Regions from separate parts of the Mus musculus genome. Here all the other regions are linked to region 6. A link is a contact called in public promoter capture Hi-C data. All regions are on one chromosome and are shown on one strand. Each heading gives the region's core, a stretch centred on a gene start, on an enhancer-like site or on the middle of the called end of the contact. The rest is flanking DNA. Distances are from core to core; before and after follow the strand shown. Region 1 holds the start of Ccdc9b (coiled-coil domain containing 9B). Region 2 overlaps Chp1 (calcineurin-like EF hand protein 1). Region 3 overlaps Ino80 (INO80 complex subunit). Region 4 holds the start of Plcb2 (phospholipase C, beta 2). Region 5 holds the start of Oip5os1 (Opa interacting protein 5, opposite strand 1). Region 6 holds the start of Rmdn3 (regulator of microtubule dynamics 3).

What was found. Promoter capture Hi-C pulls out the DNA fragments that hold promoters and counts their contacts. Capture Hi-C pulls out chosen DNA fragments and counts their contacts.
Region 1: a contact with region 6 is called in a promoter capture Hi-C map of pre-B cells, with 5 times the contacts expected there. The contact joins the promoter of Ccdc9b here to the promoter of Rmdn3 in region 6. A contact is called at or near these places in 8 of 39 promoter capture datasets (the 3T3-L1 cell line, 3T3-L1-derived adipocytes, the C10 cell line and 4 more) and 2 of 115 datasets of contacts at active chromatin or transcription factors (embryonic midbrain and pancreatic cancer cells).
Region 2: a promoter capture Hi-C map of the C10 cell line shows a contact between it and region 6, with 2.2 times the contacts expected there. The contact joins the enhancer-like site here to the promoter of Rmdn3 in region 6. A contact is called at or near these places in 4 of 39 promoter capture datasets (the C10 cell line, hippocampal neurons, liver and 1 more).
Region 3: a contact with region 6 is called in a promoter capture Hi-C map of hippocampal neurons, with 2.0 times the contacts expected there. The contact joins the enhancer-like site here to the promoter of Rmdn3 in region 6. A contact is called at or near these places in 4 of 39 promoter capture datasets (the C10 cell line, the HPC-7 cell line, hippocampal neurons and 1 more), 2 of 484 Hi-C or Micro-C datasets (LSK cells and cortical neurons), 1 of 115 datasets of contacts at active chromatin or transcription factors (bone marrow-derived macrophages) and 2 of 9 other capture datasets (macrophages and pancreatic islet).
Region 4: a contact with region 6 is called in a promoter capture Hi-C map of the HPC-7 cell line. The contact joins the promoter of Plcb2 here to the promoter of Rmdn3 in region 6. A contact is called at or near these places in 3 of 39 promoter capture datasets (the 3T3-L1 cell line, the C10 cell line and the HPC-7 cell line).
Region 5: a contact with region 6 is called in a promoter capture Hi-C map of pancreatic islet. The contact joins the promoter of Oip5os1 here to the promoter of Rmdn3 in region 6. A contact is called at or near these places in 5 of 39 promoter capture datasets (the C10 cell line, hippocampal neurons, liver and 2 more), 1 of 484 Hi-C or Micro-C datasets (B cells) and 1 of 9 other capture datasets (pancreatic islet).

Annotation. Positions count from the first base shown.
Region 1 is chr2:118,761,070-118,764,396 of GRCm38.p6, reverse strand. Ccdc9b (coiled-coil domain containing 9B) reads left to right here and starts at 1,736. Exons shown (of 11, transcript NM_001001982.2): 1 at 1,736-1,891; 2 at 2,639-2,752; 3 at 3,001-3,108. The coding sequence starts at 1,745.
Region 2 is chr2:119,571,023-119,574,123 of GRCm38.p6, reverse strand. It overlaps Chp1 (calcineurin-like EF hand protein 1), which reads right to left. Exons shown (of 7, transcript NM_019769.3): 4 at 2,229-2,356. Among named protein-coding and RNA genes, the nearest start is that of Oip5os1, 22 kb to the left of the region's middle. Within about 2 kb of position 1,348, at least 16 of the 459 cell types and tissues checked have an H3K27ac peak or open chromatin away from gene starts, as enhancers often do. A contact at or near this core is called in liver, where this site is marked.
Region 3 is chr2:119,412,639-119,415,530 of GRCm38.p6, reverse strand. All of the region lies in intron 25 of Ino80 (INO80 complex subunit), which reads left to right. Among named protein-coding and RNA genes, the nearest start is that of Chac1, 63 kb to the right of the region's middle. Within about 2 kb of position 1,485, at least 28 of the 459 cell types and tissues checked have an H3K27ac peak or open chromatin away from gene starts, as enhancers often do. A contact at or near this core is called in cortical neurons and hippocampal neurons, where this site is marked.
Region 4 is chr2:118,726,663-118,729,977 of GRCm38.p6, reverse strand. Plcb2 (phospholipase C, beta 2) reads left to right here and starts at 1,540. Exons shown (of 32, transcript NM_177568.2): 1 at 1,540-1,740. The coding sequence starts at 1,657.
Region 5 is chr2:119,592,543-119,595,578 of GRCm38.p6, reverse strand. Oip5os1 (Opa interacting protein 5, opposite strand 1) reads right to left here and starts at 1,283. Exons shown (of 3, transcript NR_027832.1): 1 at 1,145-1,283.
Region 6 is chr2:119,155,723-119,158,635 of GRCm38.p6, reverse strand. It overlaps Rmdn3 (regulator of microtubule dynamics 3), which reads left to right and starts at 1,602. Exons shown (of 13, transcript NM_001033136.3): 1 at 1,602-1,729; 2 at 2,085-2,278. The coding sequence starts at 2,092.

The sequences.
Region 1 (3,327 bases), core at 487-2,986, 390 kb after region 6:
AGAGCACTTAGTATAGCAATCTGCCTCTGTCCGGTGGGAGAGCAGACTGGTAAACCGTGTTTTTGTGGGGTCTGCTCAAGGGCGTGAGAAGCTGTGAGTGACACTTGGAAACACGTGGCCGGCAGCTGGAGCTTCAGTCTTGTCTTTGGAGCTGTTCAGGGTACATGGTACTTCAGCCTGGTGGCTGGGAAACTTTTGTGTCTACATTCAGGATATCTTCCTGAAGCTCTTACAGGGGGCTGGGTCATCCTATCTGCAGGGTTGCCAGATGTCTACCTGTGCCTCCTGACCCCTCTGCTCTGACACTGGCTGGCAGTGGAAGCTGAGAAGGACAAAAACCTGGCCTCGTCTCTGTAGTCTGTTTACATCCCTCCTTTCTAAACCTGATCAAGGACTAAAATTACAAAGAGTGGGGGCTGCATTAGGTCTCTCTCCCTCTCGGACTGCGATCTGTGTAGCAGGGGCGGTTACAGTGGGAAGCTTGGGACTTCTGGAGGTTTCTGGGATAAGGCTGACCTCAGCAGTATTTGTGAGGCAGGGTGCAGAGAAGGTGGAGGAAGTGTGTGCTTGTACGTGTGTGTGTGTGTGTGTGTGTGTGTGTGTGTGTGTGTGTGTGTGTGTATGTGTGTGTAGACAAAAGCGGAGAGGGAGACAGAGAGAGAGAGAGATCTAGGAGCTCGGGTGCGTCACTGTTGCTGGGAAAGTAGACAAGAGTCTGACTCAGTGGGAACATCCGGCAGGAAGGGAGGAGGGTACACAGTGGCATTTGCAAGCAGGATGGGAACTCAGGAGCTGCAGAGATGGGGGTGTGGGGCCAGGGGCGAGAGCCTGGACAGCAAAGGGCCTTAGCATGGTGGCTAGAGACCGGGGTGGGGGTAGATTATGGTGAGGGGAAATATCTGAGGCCTGGTCAGTCAGGGACATAGGGGATGCCAGAGTTTGTGACACTCATGTCAAGGCCTGGAAGTCAGGACCACATAAGAACTGAAGCTGACCTAGGCACCCCTGGGCAGAGACTGGCCTCGGCTGTGTGAAGATACTTACTTGGGGAAGGAGTCTGTGTCCTTTCTTGGGATCTGAGAGTCTGCAAATGTTATCCTGGGAGTGTCAGGATGAAAGGGCTCTGTGAGAGGATCCCAAGGGAAGAGGGCTGCTAACTGTTCCCAGCTTCTGCTGGGTTAAGGACCCCATAGAAAGGCTCCTTTTAGCATGGTAGGGGTCTGGAGACCCAGAGAGTTAGGCCTCCAGGAGTGGCCATGCTTGGAGTACAGAGAAAAGCACATTCCAGCTCAGAAACCAAATGGGGGAGAGTGGCATTTTGGGTCTGTGGTGGTGTGAGATGGCCTTGGGGAGGAGGTTTCTCACTCTTATCTAACGACTTAAATGCGCTGACTGGACAGCCAGCAGGAAAGCAGAGAAACGCCCCGAGGGAGGGCCGTCAGCCATCGTGTGGAACCTGCATCTCTTGCCTTTTTCTCCTAGTGGGAGGGATGAAGACCCAGCTATCCCATTTGTGGGCACACACAGGCGGGCGGGTCTTACTGGGGCTCAGGATCACAGGTGAAAGTGGGCCCTTCGTGCCTAGATCTCCTGTGCGAGGACACTGAGGCAGGGCAGGGATATGTGCTAGACAAGACCAGCCGGCTGCTGGTGCCCCGGTCCTCGCCCTCTGCGAGTGGAAGGGTGGGGGTGGCGGCTAGGCGTTCCTGGCTGGGAGCCCAGAGCGCTCTTTTGTAATCACAACATGATCTCTTGTGCTGAGCAGCGAAGCAGAAGCCGGCAGGGAGAGGCCGACAGGGCCGGCTCTGGTGGCTCCAGCTTCCCTCCAGCTCTGGCTCCCGGGAGCTGTTTTGAAATTCTCTCAGCGCCTGGTATTTCCATGCATTTGGCCGTGAGTGGCACCTCCTCTTTGGCAGGGGGGCTTCTAGAGGATGGGAGGGAGCTAAGCTACGAAGCAGCCACATTCTGGGGACAGCTGGTGGCAGCTGGGCCTGGGAGAAAGAGAGCCACGAGGAGGCAGGTGGTGGGCCGGGCAAGGCGCTGAGCAAAACATAGACCCCACAGCCAGACAGAGAAGAACCGCAGATCTTGATGCAGAGGCATGGCTCGGCCCAGAGTTGCTCCCAGCTGGGCCTGCTGTTCTCCTGCCCCATCAGTCAGCAGCTCAGACCTGGAGGGCTCGCGGAGCCCGTGGGAGCTGCTCTCTCCTTCGGACTGGGCACAGGCTTAGGGAGTGGGGTCCGGTGCCTGGGAGGCCAGAACCAAGCTAAAGCCTGTCTCTGTGTGTGTGGTTCTAGATTTGGGAGGCAAAGTGTCCCCCCTCGACCTCCTGAATCCCCTGGCAGCTTCCCAGTCACGGCAGGTTCGGCTGCCAGAGCCATTTTTAACTCTCATTCCAGACTGTGCTCACAGCAGAACCCCCTGGGGAGCCAGGGGGAGGGGCAGCCTGCTGCTGGGAGCCGAGGCCCTGGGTATGAAACCCTGACCTGAGCCCTCAGTAGGCAAACTGGCAGACAGGCCTCACTGGGGTGGGGTTTGGCCCTCTGTAGACCATCTTCCTAAGAAACCTCTTTCACCCTGGGTGCTGTAGCTTGGGGCTAAAATCCGTTCCTTGTATTGGGTTCCATGCCTTCTACAGGGGCCCCACAAAGCCGAGTCCACAATGCGCCGGCATGAGGAAAAAGATGCCGAGCTGGACCGTAGGATAGTTGCCTTGCGCAAGAAGAACCAGGCCTTACTACGAAGGTACCAGGTGAGTGTGTTGTGTCGGCTGAGAGGACTCCTGTGGCTGGGGTCCCTGGCTACCTTCAAAAGGCTGTTTACACAGTGGGTTCTCTCTGAGGGCCTTAGCCCATGCCCCCATCAAAGTCTTGGGCACTGGTGATGTGGTGCCTCTGCCCCCTGGTGTCCCATTGGTGTTTTTCTGTGTAGGCCTGTCAGTGTCTGTGTGTCTGTGAGCCTGGGGGGCCATGGCCTTGCTGACTTCAGGCCCTCCCACAGGAGATCGAGGAAGATCGTCGGCAGGCGGAGCAGGGGGGCATGGCTGTGACCACTCCAGGGCTCCTCCAACCCGACAGCCTCACGGTCACCATCAGCCAGGTTCCCGGTGTAAGTCTCACCTTGGAGACAGGCAGGGTTGAGGCCTGGACCATGCCTGGGGTGTTAACACTATCCCATTTCTCCTAATTGCCTTTCTGGGTGTCTCCCAGCAACAACAGACCTCCCAAGCTATTGCCATCTTCTCCAAAGGGCCACAGATGAAAGGCTACCAAACAGAAACCTTTGAACAGACTTTCCCAGTCCTACAGCTCTGCATGTAAACCCTAT
Region 2 (3,101 bases), core at 99-2,598, 420 kb before region 6:
AGACATGATCCAGCCTCCATCAGCAGACACACTGAAGAAAACAGCTCAAGCTGGGCAAGGTGGCCCACCCTTTAATCCTAGTACTCTGGATGTAGAGGTGAGCAGATTCCTGTGAACTCGAGGCCAACCTGGTCTGTATAGTGAGTTTTAGGACAGCCAGAGCTACATAGTGAGACCCTGTCTTGAAACAAACAAACAAAAAAAAAACAAACAAAAAGAAAAAGGAAAGAGAACTACTGGCTCAACATTAAAACTACCAAGTGTTTACTGTGTTTACTGTGAAGTTGAATCACATGTAATTGTTCATTAACTCTTGGTCTCGAGACCCACAAGACAATGTTTATACTATGGTATGAAGATCAGGTAGACATTACTAGCATATGCTAAACCAATAATCATGGCTGGATGTGGTGGCTCTCAGGAGGTTGAGAGTCTCCCAAGTCTGAGACTTGTCTGGATACAATGTGAGACTCTGTCTATACAAACAGCAGAGATAACTTAAGCTGGTTGTAGTGGCACATGTCTTTGATCCCAAAAGAGGAGGATCTCTCTGTGAGTTAAGGCAAGCCTGGTATGCAAAGTTTACAAAGGCCAGGGCTATACACAGAAACCCTATCTCAAAAACAAAACAAAACAAAAAAGAAAAGAAATAAAAATAACTTAATAAATAAAAACACAAGACCCGCAGACAGAAGGCTTTGCATGAAGCAAACAGTACTTGGTACTGAAGGAAGAAAATGTGGCTCATTAGTCCAGTTTATAATAAATATGAGGGTAGTTCACAGGATTCTGTTGTCTGTATTCAGCTTTGTTTCTACTGAAATTTTTTGCTCTTCTTTAAGAACCATGAATTAGAGGTGAAGCTCAAGAGTCTTTTAGTACTTTTGTTCAAAAATCTTCCCTGTACTTTAGTGATTCTCAAACTGCACCATAAATGCCAACAAAAATGAACCCACACTTCTCCTAAGAAGATGAATAGACACAGTCCGACAGCCAGAAATGGGAGGAAATACTTGTCAAATGTATGCAAATGCAGCATCATGTACTCCAACTCACTTGAATTTGCTCTAATATTTTTTTTCTTTTCTTTTTTTTTTTTAAGATTTATTTATTTATTATAAGTACACTGTAGCTGTCTTCAGACACTCCAAAAGAGGGCGTCAGATCTCATTACGGGTGGTTATGAGCCACCATGTGGTTGCTGGGAATTGAACTCAGGACCTTCGGAAGAACAGTCAGCACTCTTACCCACTGAGCTCAAACCTTCTAGTATCTGTATCATTGGGAGCACCATTTAATTTGTACCTTCACAAACTTCTGGGCACCACCATGCACTCTTTCAGGGCAGAGTTGGGCTCAATTAGTTTCACACAATTTCAGTATCAACTTGTGTTGAAAGAAAAGTAGAAATTCAACTTCAGCTTCCTGGAAAAGTTTTGTAAGGGATTGGGCAATAGTCCAACCAGGGCAGAAGGCAATGTAGTAACTATCGAAAGAAAGGAAGGCAAGAGGCACAGGAAACTGCCATTTTGTTACTGGTACTTTAGTAAAATCCACAATCTATGAAATTCTAAAATAGATGGATGACCAACATTAACTCTCACAGTCAGGGCCTGGGGTCTTGTTCCCTGTCACTCTAGTATCTTCTACAGGGTCTGGCACACAGGAGATAAATGAAGTACAATGGCAGGTAACACTCAGTATATGCAAGGTAATATTGGAAGCACTTACAACATTAAGAATCTCTTAGTGGGGACTACAGATGTTGCTCAGTAGAAAGAGTGCTTATGTACTGAAGAGATGGCTTAGCAGTTAAGTACACTGACTGCTCTTCCAGAGGCTCTGAGTTCAATTCCCAGCAACCACATGGTGGCTTACAACCATCTGTAATGGGGTGTAATGCCCTCTTCTGGTGTGTCTGAAGAGAGCAATGGTGTACTCACATACATAAAATAAATAAATCTTTGAAAGAAAGAAAGAAAAAGAAAAAGAAAAAGAAAAAGAAAAAAAGAAAATGAGCCGGGTCCCAGCATTTGAGAAGCAGAGGCAGGCGGATCTCTGAGTTTGAGGCTGGCCTGGTCTACAGGATGAGTTCCAGTCAATTCTACACAAAGAATCCCTGTCTGGAAAAACAAACAAACAAACAAATAAACAAAAGAAACGGAAAGAAGAAGGAGTAAAGGATCACACAGATGTTGGGGAGAGAGAAGGACGACGATGCTCCTTACAGTGCAGCTTGTTGCTCCGGCTGTTGAGGGGTTCCGGGCCATTCACATCTTTGCTCTTTTCGTTATCCTCAATGGGTCGGAAATGAGCCAATGTTCTCATGAATCCTCGGAAGTTTACCTGATCCTCTCTGATTAGGAAATATAACAGAACGCCATGTCAATCACGGTGGAAATCTTCTGTTTGTATGTTTTGTCTTTTTGCAGTGTTTCAGAATCAAACTCAAGGTCTTCCACAAGCTAGGTTACCATCCACCACTAAACTATATAGATTCATGGTGACTGTTTCTTTTTTTTTTTTTTTTTTTTTTTTTAAGATTTATTTATTTATTATATGTAAGTACACTGTAGCTGTCTTCAGACACTCCAGAAGAGGGCGCCAGATCTCGTTACGGATGGTTGTGAGCCACCATGTGGTTGCTGGGATTTGAACTCCAGACCTTCGGAAGAGCAGTCGGGTGCTCTTACCCACTGAGCCATCTCACCAGCCCATGGTGACTGTTTCTTATGGACTAAGAAATAGCCAACACTTTGATCTTGAGTAGCCTAAAAGTCCATTTAACAAGCTTCCTTTCCATATGCATGCATAATACTTTTGGACTTATACAATATCTCCATCTAAAAAGCCTCACCCCAATAATGTGAAACAGTATATTGTTCTCATTTATTAAATGATTAACTAGGCTGAAAGAAGAAGAAAAGGACTTAACTATGGTCAGAGTTATTAACTGAATTTACTTATATATCTATAAAGTGGATTTTAATTAAGTAGGGCCAGCACCACACATGAAAGTCAGTACTTAAACTCTCTCTGCTTTGAACTCTGGAACAGCCAGCATATCACTCTTCCAAACCACAATAGAATGTGCCTAGAGA
Region 3 (2,892 bases), core at 236-2,735, 260 kb before region 6:
AAGTTGCAAGGGGCACAACCTTTAGACATTGTGATATGATGCTGTCACAAACAAAAGAGTTATATTGTATTTGTAGCTATCCATGACTGCATCTGGCCTGCAAGCACAGGTTAGACATGCCTGAACTAGACCCAGTGTGCATTCCCATTGGGTGGAGGAAAGAATGTTCTTTCCTGCCTCATCGCTCCTATACCTACACCTTCAGAGTTTGCAGAATAAGCTGTCTAGGTTGGAGCTAACTTAGAAGTAGGATTTAGTCTAAGTAGAAATGGAGTTTTTTGCTCTTTTAGACCTCCAAAATATACTGCTCACATACTTAGACCATGATATTCTATAAGTCCACATATATCTTGAACCAGGGCTCATCGTCAAAGCTTATCAAAAACTTTTTTAAAAAAATCATTAAGAATTGTGTCTTTAGTTAGATTCCCTGCACCTTCATGATGGCTTATAACTGATTGTTCCAGTTCTAAGGAATCTCTTCCCCTCTTTTGACTTCATGTGCACTAGGCACAGCCATAGTACATATGCATACATGTTAGGAAAACATACACATTAAAGAAAGAAGTTGCCTTTTATTCAGCCCTGGATGTGGATGTCAGCAAAAAATGAAATCTTGGTGAAAGTTTATAACTGAAATGTTTTGCTTTGTAAACTGCTAAGAGCGCCTAGATCTGTGTCCTTAGCAGGAGAGCATTGGGCCTGTGTCACTCTCCTTCCCTTGTCCTTCATTCTGAGCATCTAATGTCTGATTTTCCATCTTGAGATTATGGCCCAAAGTCTTAATTCTACTCTGAGTTATTTTTCATCCCAGAAAGACAAGAGAAGGTAGAGGATTTGTGTTTTAGGGTAAAATATACCAGTGTTAGTTTCCACTATCCAGTACCCCAGAACTTGGAAAGCTAAGGCAGGAGGAATATGAGTTTTAGGCTAGCTGGGCTGCATGTGAGGTCTGCTTCCCAAAACCATAAAGCGTCTAGGGATGTAGCTCAGTGGAAGAAGGTTTATCTAACATGAGTAAGTCCTTAAGTTCACTCCTCATTTGGAGAAGGTAATGCAGTCAGGAAGAAAAAATTTACCGTTTTACTCATTCTGGGGTGCATGGTGTTGAACATAATGCAGAACCTCCCTAAGGTCAGACATTCAGTCATTTTATAGAAGTACAACTGTGATATCTATTTTGAGGTGATGTGACTAACATCCTACATGGTAGATGTCTGCTCTGGGCCAGAGTCTGCTGGATTGCTGAGTAGAGAAGCCATTTCAGAGAGATGCCATTCTTGTAAACCTGCTTTGTGTTTCCATCTTTGTAATAATCTATTGAAAGACACAGTGAGTGTGAAGGAAAACAACAACAAAAAATATTCTGGAGGAAAGAAATCAGTAAGGGTCCCTAGATGTGTCTGCAGGAACATTTCAACCCTGACCAAGCTTGGGAGCTCTTGGCCCTTTGCTCTGGCCTTAGGTAATTTTGCAAATGAGCCATAGATGGCACTGTTTCATAACAGACTCAGTTCTTCTCTGCATGCCAACTAGTGTTTTTATCTGGCTGTTGATAAATGAGACTGTTTCTCTGTTCTTGGTACCATGTGGTTTTTAGAAGCACCTGCAGCTCCACATTCAGCTAGCTGTATTGTATAGCTCTGCTTCCGAGGCTGGGGTGTGTATTGGCTCCCCCTTCTCTAGAGTCACCTCTGTGATCTGCTCCCATCAAGGAGCATATCCAAGGTTGAGGATCACTCCTCTATAACAGCTGATACATGAAAAACACAATAGTTCACAGCAGAGCAGACTTTATAGCAACCTATGTTCCAAGAAGTAATAGAGCTGCCTAACTTGGTACAACAGATGCCCTGTGCTCTGATCCTCCCACACTCTGGCTCTCACTCTTTATACCTCCCACCTCCCCATCTCTTTGTCTGCTTTTAAGCTTTGTCTTATTTACTGCTTACTGTGAATGGGCTTTTAGCTTTTTCATCATCTTGGACTGGTGGATTAGTACAGCCTTTACTTGTTAACAAGAGGTTATGTTTAACAGTCTTCTTACCACATGACATCACAGGCAAACCTGTGTTTCTAAATTGGCAAAGTAATCTTTTTCCTTTGGGAAGGCCACATTTTAGTTTTATTGGGGTGTACTATATGTACTATATGATGATGTTTTGTGTAGTCTCTGCCCTTGTCGAGAATGAATCTGTTGCTTATTGATGTTTGCTTCCTTCTATCCCCTGTGTTCCTTTTTCCTTTTCCAGCATGGCTTGAAAGAGGGTTTCCCTTTTTTTCCTTTAGGTTTATCCATGCGAAGTATTCAGAAACAAAGAAGTTTTGCCATGAAAGCATTAAAGATAGCTTAAGGTGTGTCAGACAAACACTGTAGTCCTTTCTGACTGCTGTCTGTCTCAGGCTTCCTTTCTGACATCACTGTCATAAGTGGCCATAGCACTTGTAATAAGTGGGTGGTAAATGTATATTGAGAGTAGATATCCAGACTAGAATCTTACTTTATCTACATGCACCTTTTTATATCTTTTGATTGCAGGTTCATGTGATTAGCGATTACCAGTTTGCCCAGAGAAGCTCTCAAATTGAGTTAGTCTTTGCCTTCATCTTACTATGCTAGAGGATGAAATATAAAGCCACCAGTCTGAGGTTATTCACATTGATCTGATTTCAGAGTTGTGGGCCTAGGGATAGAGCTCAGCATTCACAAGCCTGAAACTTGCTATAACCCCCACTGGGTAGGTGAAAGGACTACTCAGGTGGCTTCTTGAGAATTTGGAGGCCAGCCTGAGCTATATGAGATCCTATCTCAGAAGGAAAAAAAGTTGATTTCCCTCAAAGGCTTGATGTGTGTGACAAATGGCAGAAGAGCCATTTTATTGTCTGCGAATT
Region 4 (3,315 bases), core at 291-2,790, 430 kb after region 6:
TCAAACAGACAGGAAACCTGATCCCACAGAGACAGCCAGATGTGCAGGGGCTCCCAGGAGTCTCCCAGGGAGATCCAAGGCTGAAGGCAGGGCTTGAGGAGAGACACTGAGGGAGGGGTTGGAACACCTGTCACCTGCAGGAGTTTGGGAGCCGGTTTCCAGGCCGTTCATTCAGATCTGGTCTTAGAATTGCTTTTCTGGGGACAATTAATTTCTAAGCTAGCTTTCTTTGAGAAGTTCACTACTTTTATTGGGGGTGGGGTGGGAGGTGGGCAGGCTCTCTTGTAGCCTAGTCTTGAACTCCTGACCCCATCCCTCTAGTGCCAGAGACCCACAGTTTACCTTTTGATTCTCACTAACCCTAACTAACCTGTTCATCTAAACCTGTTCTCTCTTGCCCGCCCCTACTCTCATGCACTGGCTCCTAGCCAGTAGTTCCAGGGCCTGGAGAGGGTAGTTCACAGTTGTCAGGGGTGGCACACAGACCCCTGATGGGACCTGTTGCAGAAGGCCAGGGCCTCAGAGGGGAAGGAAATCATGGGTTAAGCTTCTAGCCTCCCCAACGGTGCTAAGCCATTTGATAAGAGTGCATTATTAGGTAAGAGGAAGTGACTGGGGCCTGAGCTGGGCTGGAACTGAGCCTCTGGGATAGATATGGACGATGTAAGGATCACAACACCTAGAACCGAACTGGGTTAGAGTGGGCTAAACCCTGAACAGGGGGCTAGAGCAGGCTCTGGTCTGCCTCTCAGAACCTCTCTCCTCCAGGATCTGTGTGTGAGGCAACACAGTGCATGAAGGAACACTCCAGTGCTGGCGGCAGCAAAGGGCCTCTTAGGCTGTGAGGCAGCTGCTGGGCAGTGGAGTTTTTAGGTATTCATTGAAAGGTTCAAAGATGCAGAGAAGTGTCATGGGTGAGAGGCATACTGCCTCACCTGGCTCTCATTTTCATGGGGAGGAAGCACTGAGAAAGAGGAGCTGGGTGTCCGAGAGACTTTGCTTATTCAAAACACTCAGTGCCAGCTGGGACCCGGCCCATCCCTGACTCCCACTTCCAGATCCCGCCCTCTGAGGACAGAACCCCTGCTCTGTGGAGGACCCTTTTCCTAAAGAACTGTTTGTGTTCTTGCCTCAGCCCAAGGCTCAGGAATGGTATCTCCCACCCCCCTCCATGATATATCACTTTCTTCCATTGGCGGGGGGGGGGGGTGTGTAAATCTGAGTAAAGCCTGTCTTTGTAACGGGGTCCTGGCCCCAACATTTCTAGATCTCATAGCCCGCCCCTCAGTTCACAGCAGCCCAGAGAAGGAAGCCCAGAGCAGGAAGTGCTGAGGCAGGGGGTGGGGGAGGAACTCCCAGGAGGGGAGCTCAGCCCCCTTGGGCAAAACAGCTACTGCAGCCCCCGGCTTCAGGAGGAGGAGGAGGAGGAGGCTGATTTACAAGGCAGATCAACTGGGCCCTGGCCTGAAGCTCTGAGTCCTGCATCCAGCTACTGCCACCCCGCAGGCTATAAGAGCACCCGACTTCCGGACCAGTACTGGGCGGGTGCCATGTGAGCCTAGCCTAAGCTTCCTCTCCTGTTCACCCTTCTTCCTTCTCTTCTCCTGTCCCCTGGAGAGGTTTGCCCAACCTCTCCAAAGAGGGACACTTGACATCATGTCTTTGCTCAACCCTGTTCTATTGCCCCCTAACGTGAAGGCATATCTGAGCCAAGGGGAGCGCTTCATCAAGTGGGACGATGTGAGTAGGGTTCGCCTCCCCCCCCTCAAATCCCCAGCCCCCGGGACGGTGGGGGCTGGGCTGCTTGGGAGCTTTGCAGAACGGAGGGTTGGTTTATGTCTTCCCAGCACCCAGGCGCCTATGTGTCTGTCACAACAGTCTATCTAGATAAACAAGTCTGGGGTGAGGGTGGGTGCTCCTGGCTGCTGTAGGGAAGGAAGCCTCTGTGTTTGGGAATAAGAGAGGGGGCTATGTGTGTTTGTGTGTGTGTGTGGGGGGGAGTCAGAGTCAGAAATCTTTGGACCTGATTTGCCCTTTTCAAATCCCCGAAGATGATAAAGGTTTGTTTCTAGTAACTTCAGTGTTGGTAGGGGGAATGCATGTCCCTCTCCTCCCACCTCAGCTGAGATCAGGAAGAGAGGTCAGTCAGGTCCTCTTCCCAGCACGGACACCCCAAATTTGCTCTGGCAGGAGGCCCATAACCAGCTGCACCATCCCAGTGTGCAGAACAAACTGTGTCCTGTCCCAGGGAAGCCATATTCTATCTCAAGCTACTACTGTGGCAAGAGTTACAAAAGGGCCGTGGATCCAGTTGAAAACGGGAGGCTCAAAGACTGGGGTCTGAGAAGGAACTTACTGACTTCTGCTTCCCCCATGGTGGCTCAGCTCAGCTCAGCCTTCTATTACCTGCCAACCTGTCATCCGGCCGGGGAGGGAAGACCATCTGCACCCCAGCCCAGAGTCTGCGCCTTCCTAACTCGTCTCTGGTCCTTCTGGGCTGAAGACACAGCCACTAACCATAGAATCTTTTGGTCTAAGAAGAATAAAATGAGAACTGTCACTCAGAGAGGGATAGGCCTCCTTAAGAGTGCTCTAGCCTGGCCTCAGGAAGGCCTGATGTTCTCAACAGCGCATGACATTTAGGAGGTCACCTACAATTACTTCAGCTCCCTGGATTGGCTAGTCTAGTTTCTCTATGAACTGAGGGGAGTCTGAAGCTAGACCCTTCAGGGCTTTGTTACGTTAAGGCATCTGGCTGTCAAAACTGTGGGGATGGGGCCCTGGCATGAAATGCTTTCTGTTTCTCTAGAAGTTGGTCTCTAGAAGTTTTGGTTGGTGTGGCATGGTGGTGGCATGCTGGTGACATGGTGGTGATGTGGCGTGTCTCAGAGTCTATGGAAGGAGGAAAATGACTCACAATGAAAAGTGAAGTGACTCTCTCAGTTCCTCTGGGAAGCCTGTATAACCTGAGGGGGGCTGTAGGTCATCAGGGATAAGGCATGTGATTCTTTCTCCAACCTGTGTGTCTGGTTGACCAATTCCCTTCCCCAACCCAGAGTGCTGTGTGGTCCCTGAACTCTGACTTGCATGAGCAAGAATGTCCCAAGCCCAGGCATGGGACACATGACCTATGAACCAGGTTTTGCTCTTGGATAGCTTTGGCACAGTTAGTAGATATATGGCTCTATATTGATAACTGTAGTAGAAAGGATAGAACCAAACCTGACTCTGTCTAGTCTCCCACAGCCCCTTCAGAACGTACTTAGAGGGGAAACCTTTCCTGGCTATAGAAAGAAACTCAGCAAGCTCTCAGAC
Region 5 (3,036 bases), core at 34-2,533, 440 kb before region 6:
TCTACTTGTGGATCATATTAAAAAGAAAAACTACTTGTGCTAAAGGGGAGGGGTTTTGTTTTTTGGTTTTTTTTTCACCCCCTAAGCAAGTGCTTCCTGCTTCAGCTCTGCTAAGTCTAGGGCTAACAAAAACCATATAATCTATCACAAACATTCACTCACATTATGATTTTTCCATTTGAACTGGCTCTCACTAATATGCCAGTTTATTTCTGAAACAAGGTTTTGATAGATGTAAATTTCTGGCCCTGAGCACCAACACACGCAGCAAATGTCTCCCCGATCCAGAATTCAGAAGCAAAGACTTTCCGAGAATTTAGCTGAATACCAATAAAAGTAAGGGGGCTCCCAATTACAAAGAGATAAAATTAAATAAGAATCAAATATAAATATCTTGTTAGTACTACACTGTCACCAGTGTACACCAACTACACAAATGAGATTCCAGCAGTACTTCCAGAACTATAGTTCTAAAAAAACGAAAAGAAAAGCATCGTAAGCCGTTTCCCTTGATCCTGGGTAAGAAATCAACATAGGTGAATTCCACTGAGACCCGTTTGCCGAAACTAATGCGCCATAAGGGCATTATCAGGACGTCCAAGGACAAAGCTGCTTACTACGGTCATAAAAGTTTGGCAGGGGCGAGTATGAGGTAAAGGCTGCAAGAGTCTATCTGTAATACACATACTCAAATGAAAATACCAGAGGGAGCCTCTTACAGCAAATCTCAAGGTCAACGCGCCAGGGACACAAAATGCCCAGAGCTGCAACAGGCCTGTCAACCTCAACCGGTGACGCCTTCGGTAAAGGGTCAAACAATACAGAGATAGTCTTAGAAAAATAAAAGGGAGGTGCACACAGCGGCTTCCCGATACGGCCGGCGTACGTGCAACTCAGAGAACCAGGGCAAAGCACGCAGCGGCCAAAGCGAAGGGCGCAAGGAAGGGCGTGGAGCGCTGGTAAGGGAAGGACGCGGCCACATACCCGGAGGCGGCGGAGCCGACCGGACGCGGCTGCGAATGCAAAGCCCTGTCAGGCCCAGGCCTCGCCGGCTCCCTCATTAGGCTCGCCGCTACCCCGTCCCGAGTTGTGCCGCCCCACCGGCTGCTCGTCTCCCGATAGACAGACGGACTTCTCAGCTCACCTCACACGGTCCAGCACAAGTACTCCGCTTCTCACGGGAGGCCTGCCCCGGGCCCGCAGGCCAGCTGCCCGGGGCACGCCTCACTCCGCCATCTTCGCTCCTTCCCCTGTCCGCCAACCCAGGGGCGGAGGCGCGAAAGGCTCCGCCCCGCCTCCGAGTGATGATTGGACAGCACCTTGCTCGCGCGCTCTTTTTCCATCGCGGATTGGCTGGGAAGTACTTCAATCAATCCCTCTCTCTGGTTCTATTTTTTGTTGTTGGAGCTTAGTGCTCCAGTTGAAGTTAAGGAGGAAAAGGGTTGTTGTAATTCACTTGAGGAAAAACATTCCGCACGGAGGCAGTCTCACTTTTTAGTAAGATAGCACTACAAGGCCAAATGACTATTTTAAATTATCGTTACTGTAAAAATATACTGTTACTAGTAATTCCTCTCTTGGCTAAAGGATTTTTATACCCGGACTAACACTACACCCAGAGGAACAATTTCATGGTGTCAGTTCTTCTGACTTTGACCCACTTGAGAGAATGTTGCCTGCTGTTTAAAGGTCAATACAGTAGCGTAGTTTTCCTCACCTTAAAAGGGCCTGCCCGCTGCCTGAGAAAATGTTAAACTGCATTTGTTGTTTGTTCCAGTTGTAGGATTTAGAGATCCTTTAGCGGTATTTCCAGGAGAGGTAGTGAAGGCAATAGTGTGACTCTTCCAGGTGATGACACACGTTCTTCTGGATAAGCAGTGCTTCCTAAATGACGGGGTTATCACTAGGCCATTTATTAAATCCAAATTTCTATGCTTCCCTCTGTGATAAGGATGCTATGCCATACAAAGACAAAACACAGTTGTCTATTGAATCTATTGGCTAATAAAATAATAATAATAATAATAATTACATTATTCGTTATTATTATTAGAATGTTAGAACCTATTGAATAATAATAAATTCACAAGCTACATTGATTTATTGGCTGCAACTGGCCATCAGCCTTGATTTCCCTTTATAGCTGGGCTGGTGACAGAGACCTTGTGTATCCCAGGCTGGCCTCAAATTGCAATGTAACAGAATTACCACACTGGTTATGTCCTGAATCTCAAGTGAGCAACAATGTCCTCCATCCAAAGACAGGTTCTTTGAGTGTTAGCTACTATCAGATCACACATCACTGCACCGTATGTCTCTGTGTATGAATAGGCACACTGTATATCTGTATATACTTAGACTACAGAAGGCCTGCAAAGGATTACACAAACCTCTGTGTTCAGTGAGGTTTTACTACATCCAGACAGAGCTGATATAAATGGGAAAAGTCACCACAGTTAGATATTGATGAACTCATTTAGAAAGACACAGAGTATTGAAGCTAGCTGAGGGGTCCAGGTGAGTGTCAACGGAGGAATATGGTGAGGTGCAGGACTGAGTAGGGACAGACAGATGCACAGACAACAGTAATCCAAAGGAGCGATATCAAGCAATGAGGCCTGGGCTAAGCCGAAGGGCTGCCCAAAGAACCAGCAGAAACAGTCTTGTCCCTCCTCAACTCACTTAAGCAGGGGTTCAGGTGACACTGCAGGGCTGTTACCATCAAACCATGGTGCTATGTCTTTCCTATTTATATGGGGTATAGGTGAGGAATTCTCCTGCCTGAGGTGTATGTGTGTGTGCTCACATGTAGTGAAAACTCAGACTGCATGCATATTAGACAAGCACTTATCAGAGCTATATCTGTTTAATACACCCATATCCATTTTTTTCATGTATTTTGATTTGATATATTTTTAGATTAAATTTATGTAAATTATTTTGCCTGTGATTATGCATGTACATGTACCACACACTTGCTTAGTGCCTGAGGAGGTATCAGATCCCAAGGATCTGGAGTCAGGGATCATTGTGAGT
Region 6 (2,913 bases), core at 353-2,852:
TGGAATTCCCTCTGTAGACCAGGCTGGCCTTGAACTCAGAAATCTGCCTGCCTCTGCCTCCCAAATGCTGGGATTAAACAAATGTTTAATAACATTTAATAATAAATGTTTAAGACAGCGGCAGGTGGATTGCTGTGAGTTCAAGACCCTCCTGGTCTACAAAGAGAGTTCTAGGGGCTGGCAAGATGGCTCAGTGGTTAAGAGCGTCACCTGCTCTTCCGAAGGTCCCAAGTTCAAATCCCAGCAACCACATGGTGGCTCACAACCATCCATAATGAAATCTGATGCCCTCTTCTGGAGTAGCTGAGGACAGCTACAGTGTACTTACATATAATAAATAAATAAATCTTAGAGAGAGAGAGAGAGAGAGAGAGAGAGAGAGAGAGAGAGAGAGAGTTAGTTCTAAAGCAGCCAGCACCATACAGAAAAACCCCATCTCAACAAACAAACCAACCAACCCAAAACAAAAACTCAAACCAAGAAACAAAAAAGACAGTGGAGGGCTGGAGAGATGGCTCAGTGGTTAAGAGCACTGACTGCTTTTCCAGATGTCCTGAGTTCAATACCCAGCAACCACATGGTGGCTCACCACAACCATCTGTGATGGATTTTGATCCCCTCTTCTGGTGCTGTCTGAAGACATCTAGAGTGTACTCATATACATAAAATAAATAAATAAATCTTTGAAAAAAAAAGAGACAGTGGGATTATCTAAGTCCTCTAAAACCTGTGTCTATCTTAAAATGGTGAGATACTTTATATTATATTCATTTATATATGAATACATTTGGAGGCAGACAAATCTGTAGTCTTGAATTTGGAAGGCCAAAGCAGAAGGCCAGAGACGCCAAAGCTTGGCTTTATGACAAAGACCATATCCCAGCTTTTGGCAGAGTTGGGGTTCAGAAGGCTCACAAGATCGAGGTCTCTCTGTGCTACAGAGCGAATTCAAAGCTAACTTCAGCAACTTGAGGTCTGGTCTCAAAATTTAAAAGTCCCCCCTCCTCAAAATAAAAAAAAAAAAGTTTGATGATGTGGTTCAGTGGCACAGCACTTGCCAGTCTGGGCTATATAGTGATCCCCTGACTTAATAAAGCAGCAACATACAAAGCAAAGATAGCAGAAATGGTATGTATCAGACCCAGTTTCTCTGTGGAGCCCTGGCTGTCCTGAAGCTTGCTCTGTAGACTATACAGTCCTGATTAGATTCGAACTCGCAATGATCCTCCTGGTCCAGGGGCCCTGGCTTGAAGAGGATTTTTGAAAACTTGTAGGAGTCCCAGCGATGTAGGGACATCTTATCGATAACCAACAACTTACTCCAATTTCATCTAGCAGTGGCGCTGTTGTTTGGGGTTTGACTGGAAAAATCGGTAAACGACTCAGCTGAAAATAAAGCCAGTGTTAAGAAGAGGTGGGGGTGGTGGCATCTTCCAGGTATAAGCAGCGTGAGATTTGCGGAGCACATTCTGGCCGTAGCACCGGGTAAAGTCCACCCAGAGGCTCGGACACTAGACAGCCCAACCCACCTTCGCGGCCCCGGTAACCGCACAGCGTCCATTCGCCGATGTAGCCCCGCCCACAGAACCCGGGTGGGAGGCAGAGCCTCGTGCGTCATCTCCACGCGCGTCTCACCGTGCGCGGAGCAGGTGGCGCGGATTAAGGACGTCAAAATCATTGACAGAGTGAAAGCGCGGTGCCTGCTGCTGCCATGGTGGCTGGTGGCTGGGTAAGGGTCTGAGTTGGTCTCCTGCGGGCCCAGCGTGGCTTCGGGGGGCGCCGGAAGGCCGAGAGTGTGCAGCCGGCTGCGAGGTTGTCACGTACAGGGTGTTGGGAGGCCAGGGGCGCGGAAGCCGGACTGCACTGGGCAGGGGCGCGTTGGACCGGCGCTGCTGCCTCTTGGCAGGGCGTCCGTCTGCGCCGGGGGCTGCGGCACCCGCGGGCTGGACCTGGGTGAGCCGGGGGCTGCGGCACCGTCCGGCCGGACCTGGGTGAGGCCGTGGCTAACGGGTTCTGCCTCGGGGGTGGAGGGCCGGCCTCATGACTCTCTCTCGGTTCGCTCCTGTTTCTTACGCGGGCTGCAGGTACACTATGTCTAGACTGGGGGCCCTGGGCGGCTCCCGCGCCGGGTTGGGACTGTTACTTGGTACTGCCGCCGGCCTTGGATTCCTGTGCGTCCTTTACAGCCAGCGATGGAAACGGACCCAGCGCCATGGCCGGAGTCACAGTCTGCCCAACTCCCTGGACTATGCGCAGGCTTCAGAGCGTGGACGCCAGGGTAAGAGCACAGGTCATAACTTACTGATGGCACTGGGGCTCGGGCTGTCTTTCGCAGAGCAGGATGGCGGGGCAGTGGAAAGGCTGAGTTTCACAGTTTTAGGAAAAACTCACCAAAAAGGAAAGCTGTGCCCTTTCCTCCGATTCCAGGAAAGCTTGGTGCAGGACTGTAGCTTTCACTTTTAGTTCTGGTCGCGCCCATGAATGTGTACGGAGGGCATTTGAGAAGTGCTGGGTGAGGGGTGTGTTTGACAGAGGAAGAGTCTGAAAGAAGGAAAAAGAAATAATCTCATTGGAATTAAAAGTTCTGGTGGCGTGAATATATGTATCCAGATATGAAGTCGTGTTTGGAGAGTAATCCAAGTTTGAAAAATCCCTTTTATGAAGAAAGATTCATAGGGATTGTGTAACTTTCTCGAGGTTGTTACAGAGTAAGAGGTAAAGCTGGACCCAGTCGTCTGGTCCAGTGGACTTTCCACAGCACAGGCTGAGAGCACATTCATGCAACTCAAGCCAAATGGTTGAAAGCCAGCAGTGACAGATGAAATGGATTTCGTTTTGTAAAAAGTCTTCAGGTTAAGTCATTTAAGCAGAGCAGCTGGGGCTTTGAATCGCTCCCCTTATTTGGGTGACAGA